Linked DNA regions of Anser cygnoides: region 2 is linked to region 1. The links are chromatin contacts, called in public Hi-C maps. All regions are on one chromosome and are shown on one strand. The core of a region is the stretch at or near the end of the contact, and the rest is flanking DNA. Distances in the headings are between cores, read along the strand shown.

Region 1 (2,700 bases), core at 171-2,670:
CAAAAAACCTGATGAGAGTGCTAAGAACCAAAGCTGTAGGAGAACCAAGCTCTGTTACAAAAATGACAAACTCCTGTCCCTAAACTACCCCACCCCAGGAGATCCCATCTCTTAGCACAGGCTGCATTCATTTCCTGATAATGTTCAATGGTAACCTTCAGGAAATGGATGCTTCTCAGGTGTTTTTGATTGCCACCCATACAAGCAGCTCCTTTTGTGTTTGTACTTTCACCTTGATTTTCTTTCCAGTGTTTTCAGTCATCTCTTCCGCACGTGACGCAGCGTCGCTTGTCCCTGATTCACCGCCCCAGCTCCTGGGCACGGCTCCTGGGTCCCCTTGCTTTGCCTTTCGCTTTCAGGTGCAGACGTTGTGTTTTGGTGCAGGTAACTTCTCTCAGCCAGGAGGCAATTAGTCCCTGCAGCAAAGAGCTAGGAGCCTGTCCTTGTCGTGTCAGTGTCCTTACGTATCCCCGCTTCCTGGCTAGGTGCATCCTCTGAGCTCCAGTGCAGCTCCTGCCCAGCCCTGCATGGGGCTGGACCTCACGCTGCCTTTGTGCTCTCAACCCACCTGTGCTTTGCAAGAGAATGTAGAAAATCTACAAGTCCAAATGCTTCTTCCTCAAAGCATCCTCTTGTGTGCAACCAGCAGCTGCTGGTGACCAAGGTTGGTCACACAGGTGGTGAACATGGGATCCTGCTGCCTGTGGATGTGAGATGTGGAGTCAGAAGACGCTCTTCCTAGCCAAAAATCTCTCTTCCTAGGCTGCAGTTGAGGGCCCTGATAATCCTGGAGGCTTTATGTAGCCGTCGCAACCTTCCAGGCAACCTTCCAGCAGCCCATGGTTGCTTAATGAGCTCAAATTGCTCATTACCTGGCCTCTGGTTTCTGCCCCTGCTGTCTCTATCGAGTTATCGGTGTTGGGAAAGACTCTGCAGTCAGCTCTGCCCTTTGAGCTTTAGCTAAGCCCTTCTGCTGAACTCCTGGAAATAACCTTTATGAAAAGCTTGCCTTCCAGTTGTATTTAAAGTTGCAGTCATGGTTTGGTAATCAAGAGGATATAAAAGATTAAAGCCCTTTTTAATAAGTCTTGGTCTGGGCTGGTAAGAGGGACATCAAACAAATCATTGTGCACAGTATTCAAAACAAATTTTGCTGAAATAACCCGAAGGATATCATAGCAAGGATTATTTTTAACAGCTTTTAGTGTGTGCTTGGTGGTGGAGTGTTGCAGGGGAGGCAGAGTGTACCTACCGCGTCTCCTCTCTGCACCGCTGCTCCAATTGCAACAGGAAAGCGAAGGTTAAAACCCTGCCATAAGAGTCATTGAGCTACACAGGCCTATTTATTAAACTGTTTTAAAAGTGCTAAGGCAAACCAGAGTCTTACTTCTTTTCCCTGGGCTGTCCTAATGCCAGCAAGGCAGCAATTCCTGCGGGGGTTCCCTCTGCCTAGCCTCCACGAGTGACAGAGCAGTGGGGCTGTCTGGCTTTGTCCCCTCCGCACCAGGGAGGCACTTGAGATTGCCCAGGGGCTCTTTTTCCAACCCTCTCCCCATTTCTCCATCACCCGTGTGCACCCAAACCCCTTTCAGGGTACAAGAACAGTGCTGGGAGCTGCAGGAGCTGGGGACCAAGGTCCTGGTGCAGGTGTCAGCACACCCTGCAGCAGATCCATGCATGGGAAAAGGGTTCTGTATTTCCTGCAAAAATGATGTAATCAGCACCCAGCGTTAGCAAGGCTATTACACTTTAGTCAAGGAAAGGCTGGGGAGGCGGGGTGTTATCTTTATATTAAAACCGATGATATAAAAGACCGGTGGCTTTCACCTGCTGCAGGAGGCAGAGTTCATCCTTAGCATGCTCCTCCTGCTCTAGCCATAAAAATCACCAGTTTTGTGGTCCGGGGATATGCTAATTACCAGGAGACAAAAAAAACATTGCCTCCAACACCTGTCCTGTTGGTGTCACTGTTGTGATGTACCTGCGGGATGCAGTTAGGGCCTGCAGGATCTCCGCTTGCTTTTCAGGCTGTGCAGGGTTACAGCCTTAGCCCTGCATCAACCCTTCCCACGGGGACCTGGATCCGAGCTCCGTGGGGGTGTCAGCCCTGGCTGTGCACCGCTGAGGCCCCTGCACACCTGGCCGGGAGCCTCCTGCTCCGGTTGTCCCCACTGCTTGTCACTGGGGAGGTGAAACTGGGGGGGCAGTGACTGCTACCATGTGGGATCAATGAGAATGGAGGAAAGAAGAAACTCAGACAGGGCAGGGTTTTGCAGGAAAGCGGCAGCAGTGGGAATGACAGCTGGTCGCAGAGATCCTGTTCTTCAGCTCGGCGATGCTCGGGCCATGCTCATTTACACCCCGAGGAGCAAGAGGAGCAACAGGGCAAGAGGCCCTGGCTGGGTGGCAGCGCCCCAGCCGCAGCCGGGCACGCACAGTCTGTGGCTCCCTCTGCTGAGCCCGGCCTGGAGCTCTCGCAGGAGAGGAGTGAGAGCTTTCACGGGGCTGGAAGCAATTTTTGGGGCGGCTGCGAGGCCTCGGGCTTGCCCGAAGCCAGGCAGGGGGACAAGGGTGGGATGGGGGCACCCAGCCCCACCGCGGGGCGATGCTGCATCGGGAGCCCCTGCGCAGGGCTGGAGGCGGCGGTGGACTCTCAAAAAGCAGGGGGCTAAGCTGCCGGGATGATCTTCCATTTTATTA
Region 2 (2,700 bases), core at 107-2,606, 110 kb after region 1:
GAGGAAACGCAGTAACTCAATTTTATTCTCTCCAGAAACCGCACGAGTGTGGCGTATCCCCAATTATTGCATAAATTACTTTGATCGCTAATCGATGCTCCCCGCTTGGCGTGTGTCTGTGTTTACATTCAGACAATTCCGAGCCAGCAGGAAACCAAACACAGCAGTATTATGGACGGACATTTGAGGACGGACATTTGAGCACTACGCTCAGTGCTGTCCTTCCTCACCACCTGTACTCATCACAACCCCACTTCTCTGGCCACTTCCAGGCCCCACGCACCCACCCCACGGCCATCCCACACCTCCAGAACACAGTCCCCACAGGGTACCAGCTCCCATTACTCCCCTCCCGCACCGTGCCACCCCATCACCTGGCCAAGTGCAAAGTCCTGCACCTGGGTCAGGGCAATCCCAAGCACAAACACAGGCTGGGTGGGGAATGGATTGAGAGCAGCCCTCAGGAGAAGGGCCTGGGGATGCTGGTCGATGAAAAACTGAACACAAACTGAACTGTAGGGGTTGGAAAGGACCTCTGGAGTTCACTGAGTCCAACCCTGCTGCTAAAAGCACGTTCCCTACAACTGAGCAGGAAAATGTCCAGCCCAGAAAGCCAATGGTATGCTGGGCTGCATCAAAAGCAGAGTGGCCAGCAGGGTGAAGGGGGGGGGGTTCTCCCCCCTATGCTCTACTCTTGTGAGGCCCCACCTGAGGGGCTGTGTTCAGTTCTGAGCCCCAGCACAAGGAGGACATGGGCCTGTTGGGGTCCAGAGGAGGCCCCGAGGACTCTCAGAGGCTGGAGCCCCTCTGCTGTGGGGACAGGCTGAGGGAGCTGGGGGTGTTCGGCCTGGAGAAGGGAAGGCTCCGGGGAGACCTCACAGCGGGCTGACAGGGCCTGAAGGGGGCTGCAGGACAGCTGGGGAGGGGCTCTGTGTCAGGGTGACAGGACAAGGGGTGATGGATTTAAACCAAAAGCGGGTAGGTTTAGGTTAGATACGAGGAAGAAATTCTTCACAGCGAGGCCCTGGCGCAGGCCGCCCCGAGGAGCTGTGGCTGCCCCATCCCTGGCGGTGCCCCAGGCGGGGCCGGACGGGGCTGGGGGCAGCCGGGGCTGGGCCTGAGGGGCTGCGAGGCCCTTCCCACCCCCCCCTTCACCCGGAGCCCCCCCCGCCTCGCCCCTCCGCGCTCACCAGCCCAGCACCAGGCCGCTGGTGACGAGGAAGCAGGCGAACACCACGGCGATGTAGAAGAGCGGCGAGTACTCGTACAGCGTCACCAGGAACACGGCGGCCATCGGGCCCCTCACACACACACACCCCCCCCCCGTCACCCGCCCCGGCCCCGCGCCGCGGCGCATGCGCGGCAGCCGCCTGAAGCCGCTGCCCGCAGCCTGCCCGCGCACGGGCGGGGCCTGCGTAAGGCTGCGCAAGGTGCGCGGCGCTGCGCAGTTTGCGTAGCCCGCCTGCAGCCGGGCCCCGCGGCGCTTCCCGGTTCTCCCGGGGGGGTTTTAGGGGGCTGCACAGCGCCCTTGGCGCGCTGCAGTGAGTGCGACCTCCCTGCGCGGCGCCCCGTGAGGAAATAGCAGCGTAGGGAGCGTAATATAGAGCGTAGGGAGGTGAATACACGTAATAGAGCACAGGGAGGGAAAGGGACGCAGCCGCAGCTGCTCGGCAGCCTTCCTCTTCTGTGGTGCTCGCTAAACTCTGCCTGAAAACGTGCCGTTTTGTCCTGTGGGTCTGGCATTTGTTAGTATAACTTCTCTTCACCCGGGTTCAGCAGGCAAGAGGATGACCCCTTTAGCAGCCGGTGCTGCGGCAGGTCTGAGGAGGCAGCGTTATGGCAGCCGAACGTCGCAGCAGGGTGACAAAAGCCAGATATTTCCCCCGGCTCCCGGCCAGACGGCCGCCAGCAGCCTGTTATGGAAGAGCGGCGCTGGTGCTCGCGATTTGCCAGCTCCGAGTCCTGGGTCGCGTCCAGAATCACACTCAACTTGAATAAAAAAAGAAGTTTTCTGAGGGGCAGACATTACTGAGCCTCACGCCTGCCTTGCGCTTTAATTTTCTGAACCTTATTAAGGTGGAAACCCCACCCGAGGGCGGTTTTTTCACAGCCGTGTCATTTCTCCACGGATATTCCCCGGTACTTCGGCAAAGGGGCAAAGCCTTGAGCTCACTGACAGGCCTCAGCGGCCTTTATGGGGACACCCTGCCCGGGGCTGGCCTGACCCCGCAGGTTTGGGGTTCCTCAGCCCTTCCCACCCCAAAGCCGTCCCACAGCCGCGGCTCCCGGGGCCGGGGCCCGATCCTGAGGGAAGCCTCGGGCCGCCCGCCGGCTGCGCACGGCCCCGCCCCGTCGCTAGGATACCGCGGGGTGGGCGGGGCCGCGTCGCCATGACAACAGGGGGGCGGAGCCTCATCGCCATGACAACGGGGGGCGGAGCCTCGGCTCCATGACAACGTTGCGCCCCTCCCTCCCCCGCGGGCCTTGAGCCCTCCCGCCACCCGTCGGCGCGTGCCGGCGCCCGCCCAACCCAAGGCGGCGGCGCTGATTGGCCGGGAGGCGGAGGGAGGGGCAGAGAGAGAAGGGGCGGGGCCTCGGCGGCGCAGGCGCAGCACGGGCCGGGGGGGAGGCGGCGGTTTCCGTTGGCGGCGCGCGAGCGGCGGCGGTTGGGCGCGCGCGCAAGATGGTGAGGGGGCGCGC

What was found. A called contact is a pair of places that touch in the nucleus more often than the background predicts.
Region 2: a contact with region 1 is called in a Hi-C map of liver, with 2.7 times the contacts expected there. The contact joins the promoter of CGRRF1 here to the enhancer-like site in region 1. A contact is called at or near these places in 3 of 7 Hi-C or Micro-C datasets (all in liver).

Annotation. Positions count from the first base shown.
Region 1 is chr5:62,905,586-62,908,285 of Taihu_goose_T2T_genome, forward strand. No RefSeq gene overlaps it. Among named protein-coding and RNA genes, the nearest start is that of GCH1, 23 kb to the left of the region's middle. Within about 2 kb of position 1,421, at least 2 of the 3 cell types and tissues checked have open chromatin away from gene starts, as enhancers often do. A contact at or near this core is called in liver, where this site is marked.
Region 2 is chr5:63,017,444-63,020,143 of Taihu_goose_T2T_genome, forward strand. CGRRF1 (cell growth regulator with ring finger domain 1) reads right to left here and starts at 1,357. Exons shown (of 6, transcript XM_048066093.2): 1 at 1,191-1,357. The coding sequence starts at 1,357. It also overlaps a transcript of GMFB not described here.